Linked DNA regions of Capra hircus: region 1 is linked to region 2. Evidence: chromatin contacts called from public Hi-C data. All regions are on one chromosome and are shown on one strand. The core of a region is the stretch at or near the end of the contact, and the rest is flanking DNA. Distances in the headings are between cores, read along the strand shown. Region 1 overlaps IDO2 (indoleamine 2,3-dioxygenase 2). Region 2 holds the start of C27H8orf4 (protein C8orf4 homolog).

The links. Hi-C and Micro-C count contacts between places; a contact is called where the count stands out from the background.
Region 1: a Hi-C map of blood shows a contact between it and region 2, with 2.5 times the contacts expected there. The contact joins the enhancer-like site here to the promoter of C27H8orf4 in region 2. A contact is called at or near these places in 2 of 5 Hi-C or Micro-C datasets (both in blood).

The regions. Positions count from the first base shown.
Region 1 is chr27:10,474,023-10,481,128 of ARS1.2, reverse strand. It overlaps IDO2 (indoleamine 2,3-dioxygenase 2), which reads left to right. Exons shown (of 9, transcript XM_005698881.3): 9 at 1-367. Among named protein-coding and RNA genes, the nearest start is that of IDO2, 72 kb to the left of the region's middle. Within about 2 kb of position 5,333, at least 1 of the 5 cell types and tissues checked has an H3K27ac peak or open chromatin away from gene starts, as enhancers often do.
Region 2 is chr27:10,350,663-10,358,322 of ARS1.2, reverse strand. It overlaps C27H8orf4 (protein C8orf4 homolog), which reads left to right and starts at 1,972. Exons shown (of 1, transcript XM_005698882.3): 1 at 1,972-3,299. The coding sequence starts at 2,045. The coding sequence ends at 2,365.

The sequences.
Region 1 (7,106 bases), core at 4,084-6,583, 120 kb before region 2:
CAACGCAAACCCAGCAATTCAGGAGGTCTCTCCTTGTCCTCCTCTCGCTGGTCACGAGCAGACCTGGAGAATGGGACTATTCTGTCTGGAATAATCTAAAAGGGACCTCGGTGCCATTCATGTCCTTGGTCCCCAGAACACCACCTTCTCTTTTACTGAGAACTATTCACAGAAGAGAGTTTTCATGGCCTGAAACTTGTTATTCCCTCTCTAGTTACTGTTTTATAGCGAACAGCTCTGGATTACCCCTTTAGAACCACCGCCACCCCCCACCCCCACCAGGAGCAAGTATACCCATAGTCTATTTGTCAAACAATAGAAACCCAATCTACATTTCACTAATCAAATAAAATTGCTTATGCATGGATCACTTTGCTGATTTCTCAAAAAAACAAAAACAAAACTTTCCTGCATCCATTTATTTACTCATCAACTTATTAAGTTCCTACTGAGTCCTGGCTTAGGGGTTGTGCTGTGATGTGCTTAGTGGCTCAGTCGTGTCCAACTCTTCTCAAGGCTAAGGACTGTAGCCCCCCAGGCGCCTCTGTCCATAGGGATTTTCCAGGCAAGTATACTGGAGTGGGTTGCCATGCCCTACTCCAGGGGATCTTCCCAATCCAGGGATCAAACCCAGGTCCCTCGCATTATGAGCAGATTCTTTACCATTTGAGCTACCAGGGAACCCATTAACACTGCAGTGGGTAGCCATCCCCTTCTCCAGGGGATCTTCCCAACCCAGGAATCAAACCGGAGTCTCCTGAATTGCAGGCAGATTCTTTACCAGCTGAGCTACCAGGGAAGTCTGGCTTAGGGGTTATAGCAGGGCTTTTCCAGGCCCCAGGCTACTACTCTCTCCCTGCATGTACAGCATTTGGGGGCAGAAAGTTGGACATGCTGCAGAGGATATGAGGAGGGAAGAGCAAGTGGAGGACAAGACTCTGAAATCACCAGCGTGGAAACGGGTAGTTAATGTTACAGGAACAGATGAGGCATAGCCACACGATTCAAAAGTTTGTACTTTCTACTTCGGTTTCCTTTATTTTTAAAAGAATGATTCTTTCTTCTTATGCTGAAAGTTTGTATTTGTAAAATGAATGCATTGATCCTTCTGGACTCTCCTCAATGCCCAAGACCCTTAATAAGAAGTGAGTACAATCCTTGGGGTGCCAGGAATTCCCTACATCCTCCAAGGACTTGGTCTTGCCAAAAAAATAAAACAAAAACAAAAAAAGGAAGATGTGGATGATGAAGCCAAGAGCACGTGGTCTGAGTGGACCAAGAAAAACTCTGATGGTGTCCTCTCTGTCTACAGTTTAGGTCAGAGTCTCAGCTCAAAAGCAGAGGCTCTCATCACTCATAAAGCCTTTTCTCTCCATATGCCGTCCTTGTGTTTGACAAGTCGATTGTAAAGCTTATAAAATGTGCTTGGATATATTTATTTCTCTTTGGTCTGCTCTCCTAACTACTCTAGCTTGGTATCAATAAACCCAGACCACTTGTACACCGAGTCCAAGGAGGCGGATCAGGTAGAAACACCATAGCTGGTGATTCAAAACGTCGCCCATTGTTGCTGTCATTCTGGTTCAAAAAGAAAGTAACATTTTAAATATGCCTGAATTCTGTCTTTGAATTCTGACTTCTCCATTTTTAAAATTTAGTTTGCTTAGTTGATGTAGAGTTGATTTACAATCTTGCGTTAGTCTCAGGTGTGCAGCAATGTGATTCTGTTATACATGTATTGATGGATGAATATAGATACATTGACCAAATTTAGAATATCCTTCATTCTCAGCTTCCTGTTTTTTTTTTTATGCACTTTCTTTCCTTAAAAAAACTATTTGTTTATTTTAATTGGAGGATAGTTGCTTTCCAATATTGTAATGGCTTTTGCCATACATCAGCATGAATCAACCATAGGCATACATGTGGCCCCCCATCCTGAAGCCCCCTCTACCCCCCTCCCCACCCCATCCTTCTAGGTTGTCACAGAGCACGGGCTTTGGGTTCCCTGCACCATACATCAAACTCCCACTGGCTATTTTACATATGGTAATTACATGTTTCAGTGCTTTTCTCTCAAATCATCCCATCCTCTCCTTCTCCCACTGAGTCCAAAATTCTGTTCTTTAAGTCTGTCTCCTTTGCTTGCCTGCATATAAGATCATTGGTACCATCTTTCTAGATTTCATATTTATGCATTAATATATGATATTTGTCTTTCTCTTTCTCACTTACTTCATTCTGTATAATAGGCTCTAGTTTCATCCACCTCATTAGAACTGACTCAAATGTGTTTCTTTTTATAGCTGAGTAATAGTCCACTGTGTATAAGCACCACAACTTCCTTATCCACTCATCTGCTGAGGGACATCTAAGTTGCTTCCGTAACCTAGCTGTTGTAAATAGTCTCAATTCCTGTTTCTTACACCGTTGAGATGATCTTTCAACATCAAGATTGGTCTCAGGGTGGTTATAAGTCACAAATGTTATAGTTCTTGTCACGGAGGAAACATTAATGAAAGTTTGTTTGGTTGTGGGGTGAGGCTCAGAGCATCATACAGACACCAGTACAGGAGAGAACACTGTCTTCCTCCAGCTTCTTGGATTCACAGAGTCTGCTTGGCAATAAAAATGACCATTCATCATTTATCGTTTGAGGATCCAAGGAAGCAGAAAGTGACCAAAATACGGACTTAAAGAGGAAAAAACCTGGGTCCATATCCCAGGTTTGTCACATTTCATGACAGGCAAATAAATTGTTTAACCTTTCAGAGCCATAGTTCACTCACTTGAAGGGAGCTAAACTAGAGAGTGAGTGAAAAACTGTTGGTTACGGTATTTTATTATGTGACCTTGAATTAGGGGGAGCCATGCCTAGGTCTCAGGAAACCGTGGCTTCCTAGAAGGAAAGTTGGACCTGTCTCTATCCTGCACTTGGCAAATAAAACAGGTAACATGGCCTCATAACAGGCAAGGAAAGTGAGACAGAACCTGGAATTTTCTTGAAATAATTAGGCCTGAGTGGGGAGTAATGAAGGGCTTTGAGAACTTAAAACAGAATACCAGTTCAGCCTAGGTTTTAAATCTAGGCTTATATCAATGAAAAAAATGTTTTTCCACTGAGAGTGACCAGATTCACAAAGACTCGTCTTCCCTGGAATCCTTTCCACAGATCCAAGCCCACACAAAGAGACCACAGGGCTTGATTCTGAGCAGGTTTTCAATAAATGTTGAATAGCTAGAAAACCAGGTAGATTGAAGGAAGCTGGAAGGGAATTGAGCAAAGTGTGGCCTCTCAAAGCTTTCAGAATGTTTTGTTTGTTTTCACTATACAAGGACGAAATCAGTGCAAACCAAAGTGTTCCTTTGCCAAGGAACCAACTCCTAATTCATGTTCAAGGTTTGATTTCTAGGGCTAAGTGAGTTCCATTTTCAGATTTACGGCAGAATAGGGAAAACAAAGCTTCCATAACAAAAAAGAACACATTTCCCCCCAAGAATTCTAGAGATAAATGGTGTCCACATTACTGGGGGAAAATGACTTATTGTATGGTTGAAATGATGTGATGATGATGTTATGAGAATGTTAGCACAAGCTTGAAGAAAAAGTAAGAGTATAGGCTTGACATGTAGGCTCAGAAACTCTCTGTATCTGTATGTATCCATGCTTATGTCTATACCTACATCTACATCCATACCTATCCCAAGAGGAAGACCCAGGGAGAGCCAATGCTCTGGTTCAAGTCTGAAAGCTGTCTGCTGGAGAATCCTTTCCTGCTCAGAGGAGGATGAGCCTTTCCATTCAGGCCTTCACCTGATTAGATGAGGCCCACCCGCCTAAGGTGGGGCTTCCCAGGTGGCACCAGTGGTAAAGAACCGGCCCGCCAATGCAGGGGATGTAAAAGGCACAGGTTCAGTCCCTGAGGCGGGGAGACCCCCTGGACGAGGGTACGGCAACTCACTCCAGTATTCTTGCCTGGAGAATCCATGGACAGAGGAGCCTAGTGCGTTACAGTGCATGGGGTCACAAAGAGGCAACTTAGCACACACCCACCCTCACCTCGGGTGGGGCAATCGGTTTTACTCAAAGTCCACAGACTTAAATGTTAATTTCATCCCCAACACCCTCACAGAAACATCCATAAAACAGTGTTTGACCAAATATCTGGTCATCTGGCCAAAGGGATCAATTAAATTAGTTATTCCAAACTTCCTTGAGAAGTTATGGAGTCTAACACACACTCTCCCCGTGCTCTGTACTAGCAGAAGAATCTTCCTTCGTAATGATGGAGAGGAGGTTAAAAAAAAAAAAAAAGGGCACAAAGTTGAGCCATCCTCTAAGAGAGGTAGGGAAGGGGTGCAGTAGTGAAGGAGCAGATGCCACCAGGAAAATCAAGGAGCCTCACCCAGAAAAAGCTGACCTCGTTCACATCTGAAAGTTCATTATGCTGGGGATCCATGTGCAAATGAATTACTGTCTCTCTTAATAGCAATAAAATCCCACTGCTCTGAGGCTGAGAATGTAGGACAAGTCTTCCTTCCTATATTGGTTTCTTTACCAAGGAAGTTCTTCCTTCTTCCTACCTGAGAAGGAGGAACAAGGTGTTAAGTTCTGAAACCCTGTAGACTCACCTTCCCCTTGGGGGCCCCCCACCACCCAACACTTGCTGACAAGGAAGCAGGGGGTCCTTTCTATCCTCTGCTCCTGTCCAGATAGGATGAGTTTAGTAATTTTTCCAAGAATTTAAAGATTCAGGCTTTCAGACTACAGGAACTTTTGTCTCCCAGGGAAAAAAAAAAAAAGTTGGTTATTTATTTTTGTCATGACAATTTTATTTTTTAGTTTTGAAAAATGAGTGTCTTTATTTAGACAAGGCCTTTGGGCTTCCCTGCTGGCCCAGACAGTTAAGAAACCGCCTGCAATGCAGGAGACCTGGGTTTGGTCCCTGGGTTGGGAAGATCCCCTAGAGAAGGGGAAGGCTACCCACTCTGGCATTCTTGCCTAGAGAATCCCCATGGACAGAGGAGCCAGGCGGGCTATGCGGTCAACGGGTCATGAAGAGTTGGCCAGGACTGAGCGACTAAGCACAATTGGAGCGTGAGGGATTAGTCACGGTTTTACTCAAAAGGATGCATTTATCCCAGGCGAGACTTAGTTTTCTTCACCTTCTACAGAAGAAAGAGCTGCAATTGTGCAAGGAGGACTTGAAACTTGGATGATTTTAAAAGAAGACAAAAAAAAGTGCAAAGGAAAACCCTGGAGATGGCAGAGCTCACGTGTCTTGCTCTCTATGCAGGCTGGCAAGCCTCACACCGTCCTGATTCCCAAGCTGCCTTCAGGTCAAACCTGGACACAAAGCGCTCTCAGTTTATAGGACGTCAGCCACAAAGGAGCTCAGAGACGGAGTTCCTCTTTTCTCACTATTAGTCTGCGATTCACTTTCTGTAGTTTCCAAACCGGGTTAAAGTCAAAATAAAACTAAACCACCGCAACAAAGGCACGCGTAAAACCTGTGAGATCTTATCCAGTTTAAGATTTGGGACAGAAAACTTTCTGTACCTACAAACCAACTATTCCTTCCATGACACTGGATTGCACCCACCAAACTGTGTGTTTCATTTCCTTGTGCACAGATGTTCTATTTGCTTTGCTAATGGAAGAAATGTTTTTCTCTTTCTTTGTTCACTTAACAGTAAACTTAATAAAGAAGTCGGATATCATCGCTTTCTGAAATGCCATTGCTAGTTAATTTTTGCAGTTTAGCATCTGTTTGCAAGCAACATTAAAAAACTGAGTTCTTGAATACGAGCATTGTCAAAAATAAATGTTTTTTTTTTTTGCAAAGTCATTTCCTTTGTAAACTCACAAATCTGTTGGTTCACATGGTTCTGTAGCTGTATATAGATTCCAAATCAAACTTGATTATGTATTTTCCTTTCATTGTCTATAACTAGGTTTTCTTCTTCTTCTTCTTCTTCTTCCTGAAGGTATCAGTTGGAGATTGGGCTGCATCTTTTGGGGAAGCATTTTCAGTATAACATGCGACTTCACTTTGACCCTTCACAGGCCACCTCTCACCTCACAAGGAAAGGAGAACTGGAACAAGCATGAGTGGCCTTCGGGGTAACCAAATATCTAGAGAACCAAATGGACAACCCATTCGGGTCACCCTAGTTGCACCCCAAGAACCTGCAACCATCTACTCTACAGCCACCTTCTAGATCATGCCCTGGGTACTTGGGGCCCAGAATTCTTGCATAAATGGCCCCAAGATGGCCTCTGAAACCTGCACAGCCCTCTCTCCATGAACTAGAGAGAGGAGGATACATTTTTTCCTCCTGGTTTTCTGTTAGCTCCTGTTTCCTATGGGGCCAAATTCAAACTAACTTCCAGCCATTGGCAGTCATTCAGAAAGCTAGATTCCATTCCCTGCCATGATTTATAGTGTTTGATTTATGGTGTTTCATCAGACGAAATAACAACAGTGATAAAACTAATAATGAAAATAAATAGTAATTATCCACATAGTGTTATTAATATATCACTGAAATATTAAAACATAAATCTCTACTTGAAATTATATTTTTATATTTGGCTTTACTTTTCTGCTACACAAATGCTATTATTTAAATAAAACAATTGACTAGTTAACCCTGGCATCAGTACTGGTTAAGAACAGGACTGAGTAAACCAACACCATATACTTGCCTTCAATTTAATTATCTGAACTTTTCAAAAGGGGTCGGACATGATCGCAATAGTCACAAAGCGAAAAATCAAACTCGCACTATCTCCATACAAAGAAAGCACCATAGTCAACCCGTAGGGAAAGTTGGGGAGATTGTGAACTTGGGAGTGAAAGGCAGTCTTTGGGGTGAGCATCAGCGGGGGACCACCAACCACAGCTGCCAACATCGGTGGTCAGTAGCCATGACTATGGGAGAGAGGTAATCTACATTAGATCTATTTTTTTTTTTAAAGGGTGGCCACACCACGAGGTACATGTAATCTTGGTACCGCAGTCAGGGATCCAACCCACGCCCCTTGCATTGGAAGGCAGAGTCTTAACAAGTAGACCACTCGGGAAATCCTGTATCATATCCAT
Region 2 (7,660 bases), core at 723-3,222:
TCAACCACCACCACCGATGTTTTACAAAGTAACAAGGAAATTTGGTGAGAAAGCCTGTGGGGGTGTACTCTGCCTGCCCCGCCCTCCTCCCCCTGCCTTCTCACCCCAAGTCACCTTCTCACTCTTCTCTGTTAGTTCTGCCCCAGCCACACTGACTTCCTGGCTGTCTTTCTTCATTTCCTCCTACTCTTATCTTCAGGCCTCGCCACTTGGTGTTCCTCTGCCTATAACACCCTTCCTCCAGGTGTCTGCACAGCCTACTCCCTCAGGTTTTTGCACAAGGTCACACTGAGAAACTTCCCCTGACTTCCTAACCAAATTCCAACCCTCCCCCACCTCTCCTGTACAACCTGCTTTACGCATCACCTTCTGATGTCATCTAGACTACAAATGCACACTTTCCTATTGTCTGTTTCCCAGAAGAACGCAAACCCCATGAAGGTAACTTAGGGAAGTTTTGTTTTTCACTTGATCTAGTGTGATTCCCTGTTATATTTCCAAAGTCTCGAAAGGTTCTAGCTAGCAGTCAAGTGCGCTAAGTTGCTTCAGTCGTGTCCAACTGAAATCTGCCAGGTTCTTCTGTCCATGGGACTCTCCAGGCAAGAATACTGGAGTGGGTAGCCATGCCCTCCTCCAGGGGGATCTTCCTGATGTGGGGACTGAACTTGCAGTTCCTGCCATTCCTGCGTTGCAGGTGGATCCTTCACCGCAGAGCCATGGAGGAGGCCCAGCTGAAAGTCGACCTTGAATATATATCGTTTAAATGAATGAGTGAATGAGTGAACACATGAAAAGTGCCCCAACTCAGTTTTCTAGGAAGGTATGTTCTCCACACGCTCTCCCTTTGTGAATTTTTTTTTTAAGGTTGTACTATGTGGCTTACAGGATCTTAGTTCCCCACCCAGGGATCGAACATGTACCCACCGCATTGGGAGAGCAGAGTCTTAACCACAGGAACACCAGGGAAATCCATGTGCATTTCTCTAGGTGACTAGATGGGAGAAAAATGAAGGCCACCTCTGTATTTGAGAATGCTAGGACCTGGCAGAAGGTCTCTGAAGAAGAGTCTCTGGGGCACTTTGAATCTGACACTGAACTCTGGGCAGACTGTTAGTGTTCCATACATCACTGGGGACAGTGGCTGGCTGAATGTGGTGGAATGTGGAAAGCACAGATTTTAAAACTTGTTTTGACTGTGTCTGACTGATGCCAAAATAAATATGAAAAAAGTCGATTCATCCCTTTTGAGTGCTGTGTACATAAAGCGCCTTTTAACTCTTCCTCCTGGCTTTTTTGACCTTGCAGTTGATATATACACAAGCCTAAGGAGAAATTGCCCATTGTCATTATTTTTATTAAATTACAGCTTGATCCAGTAATTGCAGATTAGCTCTTAAACGCAGTCTCTGAATGGTCACTGACTCAGGCTGTGTCACGTCAGCATTCTGTAGTGTCTGAGCCCCAGTCCACCGTCAGACTCCAAATCAACGTCTTTGATTGTTAAGCTTTCTCTCAATAGCTCTGGGGTTGCCCTGCCTAGGGAAGTCCAGAGGGCGCTGATGTGGGTTGCCAAATGTTTAGACTATACTTTTATAACTTCTCTGGGAATTAAAACTTTTCGGTGACTGGCAGAAGCTTTTGTTTTGGTTGTTTGGGAAGATTTTCAGAAGCTAAAAGATTTCACCATGTGTATTTCTTCGCTTTGCGCTGTTCTGGTTTAAGCTCTTTTTTTTTCCTTTTTCCTACAGAGGAGCCCAAACCTGTAATTCTATTGCCACAGATGTGTTAAAAAGAATCCCTCTCTTTATTTCTGCCCCTTCGTTGAACACAGCTTTCAGTAACACTGAACATAAGAACAGGAAGGACATTGGCAACTCAACTGTTAAACTGGTCTGCGATTATGCTTCCTTGAGATCACTCTGATGTCACCAGTGTAATCTGAGCCTGGAGCTTTTGTTCACACTTTAAATAGCAGTCCCGGAATGATTTTGCTACAGACTCTCTGGAGAGCCTGGGAGCTGAATTCCCGAAGAATCCCCCATCCATGAAAGCCAAGCCAAGCCACCCAGCCTTCAGCATGTCCACCTCGCTGCGAGTCAGCCCGTCCATCCACGGCTACCACTTCGACACAGCTTCACGTAAGAAAGCTGTGGGCAACATCTTCGAAAACATAGACCAAGAAGCATTACAGAGGCTCTTCAAAAACTCCGGGGACAAGAAAGCGGAGGAGCGAGCTAAGATCATTTTTGCCATAGATCAAGACCTAGAGGAGAAGACGCGAGCCCTGATGGCTCTGAAGAAGAGAACGAAAGACAAGCTTTTCCAGTTTCTGAAACTGCGGAAATATTCCATCAAAGTTCACTGAGGACCAGAGGGTGGATAAGGACATCATCCAAGAATGGACATTTAAAGACCAAGTGAGTCTGTAGGACCCTGACACGCACAGCATCTTGCTGTTGCCCTGTAAGTTTCTCTTCCGTCAGGACTCCGGGACTCGGGGCAGGAGAGGAACAGAATGAACTGGTGACAAGGACTCCAACCAATTTCATCCCTGTGCTGTTCCAGTGGAGAAGTGCTTTCGGCAAGGATTGGAAAACTCTCCCTGCAGGAGAAAGACTGGCACTGATGCCAGGAGGAGAGTCTGAACGGACATAATGGGAAGAAGACAGATGGCTGAGAAAGACTGGCAGCCAGGGTCTCCTGGTCAGGCCCTAGGACTGAAATTCAACCTGAATTTTGTTTTCCCTTAAACAAACTGAGCAGGGAGGAGGGAGGACGGAGAGGGGAATTAAGAGAGAGAATTCCATGCTGCAATCGTTTACTGAGTTTTTTATTTGAATGTTCCAAGTGTTGCCAAGATTCAATGTTGTCTATTGGTAGATATTTTTTTTCTTTTTAAAGATCAGTAATTGATTATTTATTTGCATTTGTGACAATGCCTTAAAAAGTGCACCATATGATCTAAGAACAAATTCAAGGAACTGCAGTTATTTTCAGCATCTTGGTGAAACCATACGCCACCTTCTGGTCTGTAAGGAGTTTTTAATGCGTTTCAAACTGGTTACCCAAAAGTTAAAATAATGGGGTCCTTTATAGTTCCGAAGTACTGTGAACAAATTTTATAGTGTTTTTTAATCTTCTGACTAATGCTGAAACACAATCTAAATTTCTTACAGTTACTGCAGTAAGCATTAGGAAGTGAATATGAGACACTTAATAGTTTATAAAGATGCTATGTTTTCTATAATTTATTATTCATGACAAATTATATGCAACCTTAATAAATTAATATAAACTTAGCTGCTCTTGGTGTTGGTGATTGATCTCAAAGGAAAAATAAGATGGTGATTTTTATTATAAAGTTTTATGAACTTTCCTAATGATTTTCCTCTAAGAGTAAGAGGTGCTTTTATATTGCTTGCTATATTTTACAAAGAAAATTCTTGCCTCACATATCTAGGAAGTTTCTCTGTCCCAACTTTAAACTATAAAATACAGACATAGAAATGCATAGATGGGCTCATCAATATTGCTGTTTATGTACCATAGGAGGTAAGTTGTAAAAAGCTTTTCTCTCCATATTTTTGAAATTTTTCCTCTGTGGCTATAGAGTTGTGTACATTTCTTTCACCCCAATCAATATACTTGAGGGTCAGAATCTGAATTATGGTCAAGATTTTGTGGCTTATCAATGTTTATTTATTACAAACCAACATGGGAATAACACTATAGTCTCTTTGCTTATTTCCTCATAGGATTATAATAAAATATTTCTAAGAAGGCATATAGTAATGCCTGCTGAGCTTTCCTAGCAGAAAGAAATTTAAAAATTCCCTAGGAACTAAGTGTTTCAAAAGAACACCTTAAAAGGTTTTTGAAACTGCTGATCATAGTAAAACAAAAGTGAACAATCTGAAATCTTTGGGGACAGTTGTATGTCAGGTTTTTAAATAGCACACTTTTTAAAAAGAAATTAAGTAGTTAAGTCTTTTAAAATATTAATTGATTTGTTTACTACAGATAAAATAAATCATTCCATGAAAAAGGAATTTTTTACATGACAGCATCCATAAAAACCACAAATCAATAAGCAGAATTTTGTGCTTGCATGTGAGTGCCTTTTTCTTGGAGGATTATTTATCATTTCTGTCTGGTTTGCAAAGATATCCATGAAACCAAAATAAGAACAAAAAAAGAAAGTTTTGACCAGTGGGAGGCTTGGTTGGTGATGGTATTTGAAGATTATCAAAGTGAAAGCTCTGGAAATGAATAAGTCTCCTATCTCTGATAGGGCCTGTCAGTGACACGTTTTCTCTATTCATTCAAGATCCCCCAAAGACACTGATGAACTGCTTGAGAAAAAAAAAATTTAGTAACTTAACTCCTCCAGAGAAGGTATCCTATTTCATGGTCCCAATGAAAGTATTCAACTTATTTTCTACTCAGGGAGTTTAAACATATCTCAGATGCTGAACAGTTGTTCAAAGTTTGCATTTTATTACATATACTGTACTCATAACTATATTCTCTGCGTCTGTTATTTTCAATAGAGTGCATGCATATCTCACCACTTTTCACATGAGCGTAACACTAACTCAGTTATCTCACAGGATATTGCCATTATTTTCTGATTGCAAGACCATAACAAGGAGAGGGGTGCAAATTAAAAAGCAGTTGGATATGATCAGGATCTATGATGGTGTAGAGAATAATTCCTCTTTCTGCGGATTATAATTCAAACGTGCTGTCTTCCTTCATGGAGAACAGAAGTTGTCATCAGTACACAAGGATGATTTTTAACTTCATGGTATTTTTTATTGCTTCATATGAGGCGAAGGGATCCATCACTAGAACAGGTGGGATTAGTTCAGTTCAGAAATCCTTCTATGGCACAGGAATGACCAACTATATCTCAAGATAGCTCATTCTAACTGAAGAAATAAAACCTGCCAGGTAAAACTGTTCCTTAATACTTCTGTATCATTAGATCAATAATAACAGCTAAATTTCCCTGAATGTTTGCTATTCAGCCGACAATTTTCTGGGTGGTTTTTTGTGTGTGTCTGTGTCTCTGCGTGTGAGTTAAATTTCTTCTTTAGTACTGTGGTATAACAGTCTGTTTGTGTATGTGTGTGTCTATGTATGTGTAGTCCTGAAAGTGAAGCATCAGGAAGTATAGTGAATTTATCAGCGACACACAGTGAATGAGGATAGGAAGCAAATCCAGCGAGCCTTCCTTCCTAACCACTAGGTTAGACTGCTTCTCTACGAGGAACTAAAATTCTCTTTCATTCTTTGAAGTGGCAATTACTTATATGTTATTAATAGTAAGAAAGACAGGAAAGAAGCAAGGCCTCTGAGAAGTCTGACCTGTGTCTGTTTGTCTATCTATTTGGCACTTGAACTCCATGAGGAACGCTTCTCAATCATTTTAATTGTTAAGGATTTCTCAGATGTAGCCTTTCAAATCTACAGTTACAGTAGAACCTGGTTAGCATCTCAGAACATAAGGTCACATCTATGTTCTCTTCTGAGTTGACAGTCAAAGCTCTGGGTCTAGATTAGGCTGTTGGGGGAAATCAGAAACTAGAGCTTCATGGTTTTACTCACTCAGTGTAGACCTCCTCAGCCACCCAGCCCCAGCCCACAGCAAAGGAGGGTTTGTATATACAGGAGTCTCTGACAGATGAAGTTTACTGAGAAAGGGCCCAGGATATGTGCCTGCCTGGTATTTTTTTCCCATTGTCAGAAGGCAGTCAGAGAATGTGACTGCTGTTCCCTTGGAGAGTCTTTCCAACAAACAGATGATTAAGCTGTGGTCTAGGAATCATGTCGGCTTTCAGAATGCCTAAATCTGCCCCTCTGAACCCCACATGAGGGCTCCCCAGAAGGACTTGTAACTCAGTTGATTCCCTTTCCCACACTCAGGGAGCTCTAGAGTGGAATCAGGGTTTCTACCTTCTCCATTTGTGTAACAAAAATGTAGTAAGCACCAGTGTGGGGATCACCATGGTCAGAAAGCATCTCTAGTCTCCTTGTCAGAGAGCCAGAAAGCGTTTTACAATGAATACAGCGAGATACATGATAGCAGTTTCAACAGGAAGCAATGGGAGCACCCATGTGCTGTGTGTGTGTGTGTGTGTGTGTGTGTGTGTGTGTGTGTCTGGAGAGTAGCAAAAACACTGAAGAAAACCTATCCCAACCTGAGGAGATCCCAGAAGATTCCATAGCGAAGTTTCAAAGTAGAAGTTAGGAGGGTGGAGGGGGAAAATGTCATTCTGGCGTTTAGGTATAGTATTTGCAAAGGCAAGTATGTAAGACAGTAAATTGTATAAGAATTTCTGGGCAGTTCCTGGTTAGGGGGCATAAGCATTTGAAGCAATCATTTGAGAGGCAGTTGGGTCTTAAATGCAAGCCTGAGTATTAATTTTACTCCAAAGGGAGAAGGAATCATGAAGGACTTTCAATAGAAGAGTAACACTTACTGCCTGACTATGGATGTGCAACTAACTATGTATTGGGCCTCATGAAAGATACAGTGAACATTTTCAAAAGTAATGTGTAGCCTGACAACTGAACACATGGAGTCTATAGTGATTTTTTTTTCTTTCCAGACTTGTCTCACAGTTGGTCTACTCAGGTGAAAAGCCTTACATGACTTTTCATAACTCAACAATAAATGAGTAAGTATGTGGAAGCTGAAGATGAAACAGACTTTAGAAAAAAAGTGTAGACCAGATTAAGGGGACCACAGACTAATTAATTCCTAATTAAATTTGTAAGAAATTGTGTCTATGTTTGAATCTTAGAATGTGTCTAAGAATCCTAAAGCATCTTAGAATATCATTCAACAAATATTACAGATTAATGGCTACTAAGCTCTCTCTCTCCCTTTGAATAACTCTTCTTCAAACAAAGTTTCTGGATATTCTCAGTGACCATTACAGACACACAAATGTGTCCTGGTTTAATGTATCCACACATTGATAGTGGATTTGGTTCAGTCATGTATCGACAAAACTACCTTATAGAATTTTGGAAATAAAAATCCTGTCCCAATAAGGTGCAGCAGTGCTTTTAAAAAAGTGGATAAGTAGTTGGAAGACTTTTGTTGTGGACACCGTCTTCCTCCATCTGCCTTCCACACACACACACACACACACAACATACAGTCGCAGGATGAACACAAGTTTGATTCCTGAGCCTTTATTTCCTGCTCCGTGGGCAGCAGCATGGTATTATTAAGCAAACACCGCCAGACTGAGTCTGATGTTCTGGGGTTTTTCCCAACTCTGCCTGAAGCAAATTCCTTTTTTTAATCTCTGGATTTCATCTGCAAGGGGAAAAAAAAAATAGATCTGACTGGATGATGGCTGTGAGTCCTTTAGATCTCAGCTTCTGCATACAGGGGAAATAACAGCTGTACCCACCATCTTAGATGATAGGATTTCTTCCTGGACCTGTTTGTCTTCCACATATGAGAATGATTTCTCTTCACTAAACCAGAAGTCTAATTTAAAAGTTTTGGTCCTTACTAGTGGTCGCTGAAGGCAGAATGTGAGGGAAGTAACTTTGTGCGGATTCCTTTTTTAAAGACTTATTTTATTCTGTAAGTTTCAAGCGTACAGCCTCATAATCTGACATCAGTATGCACTACAAA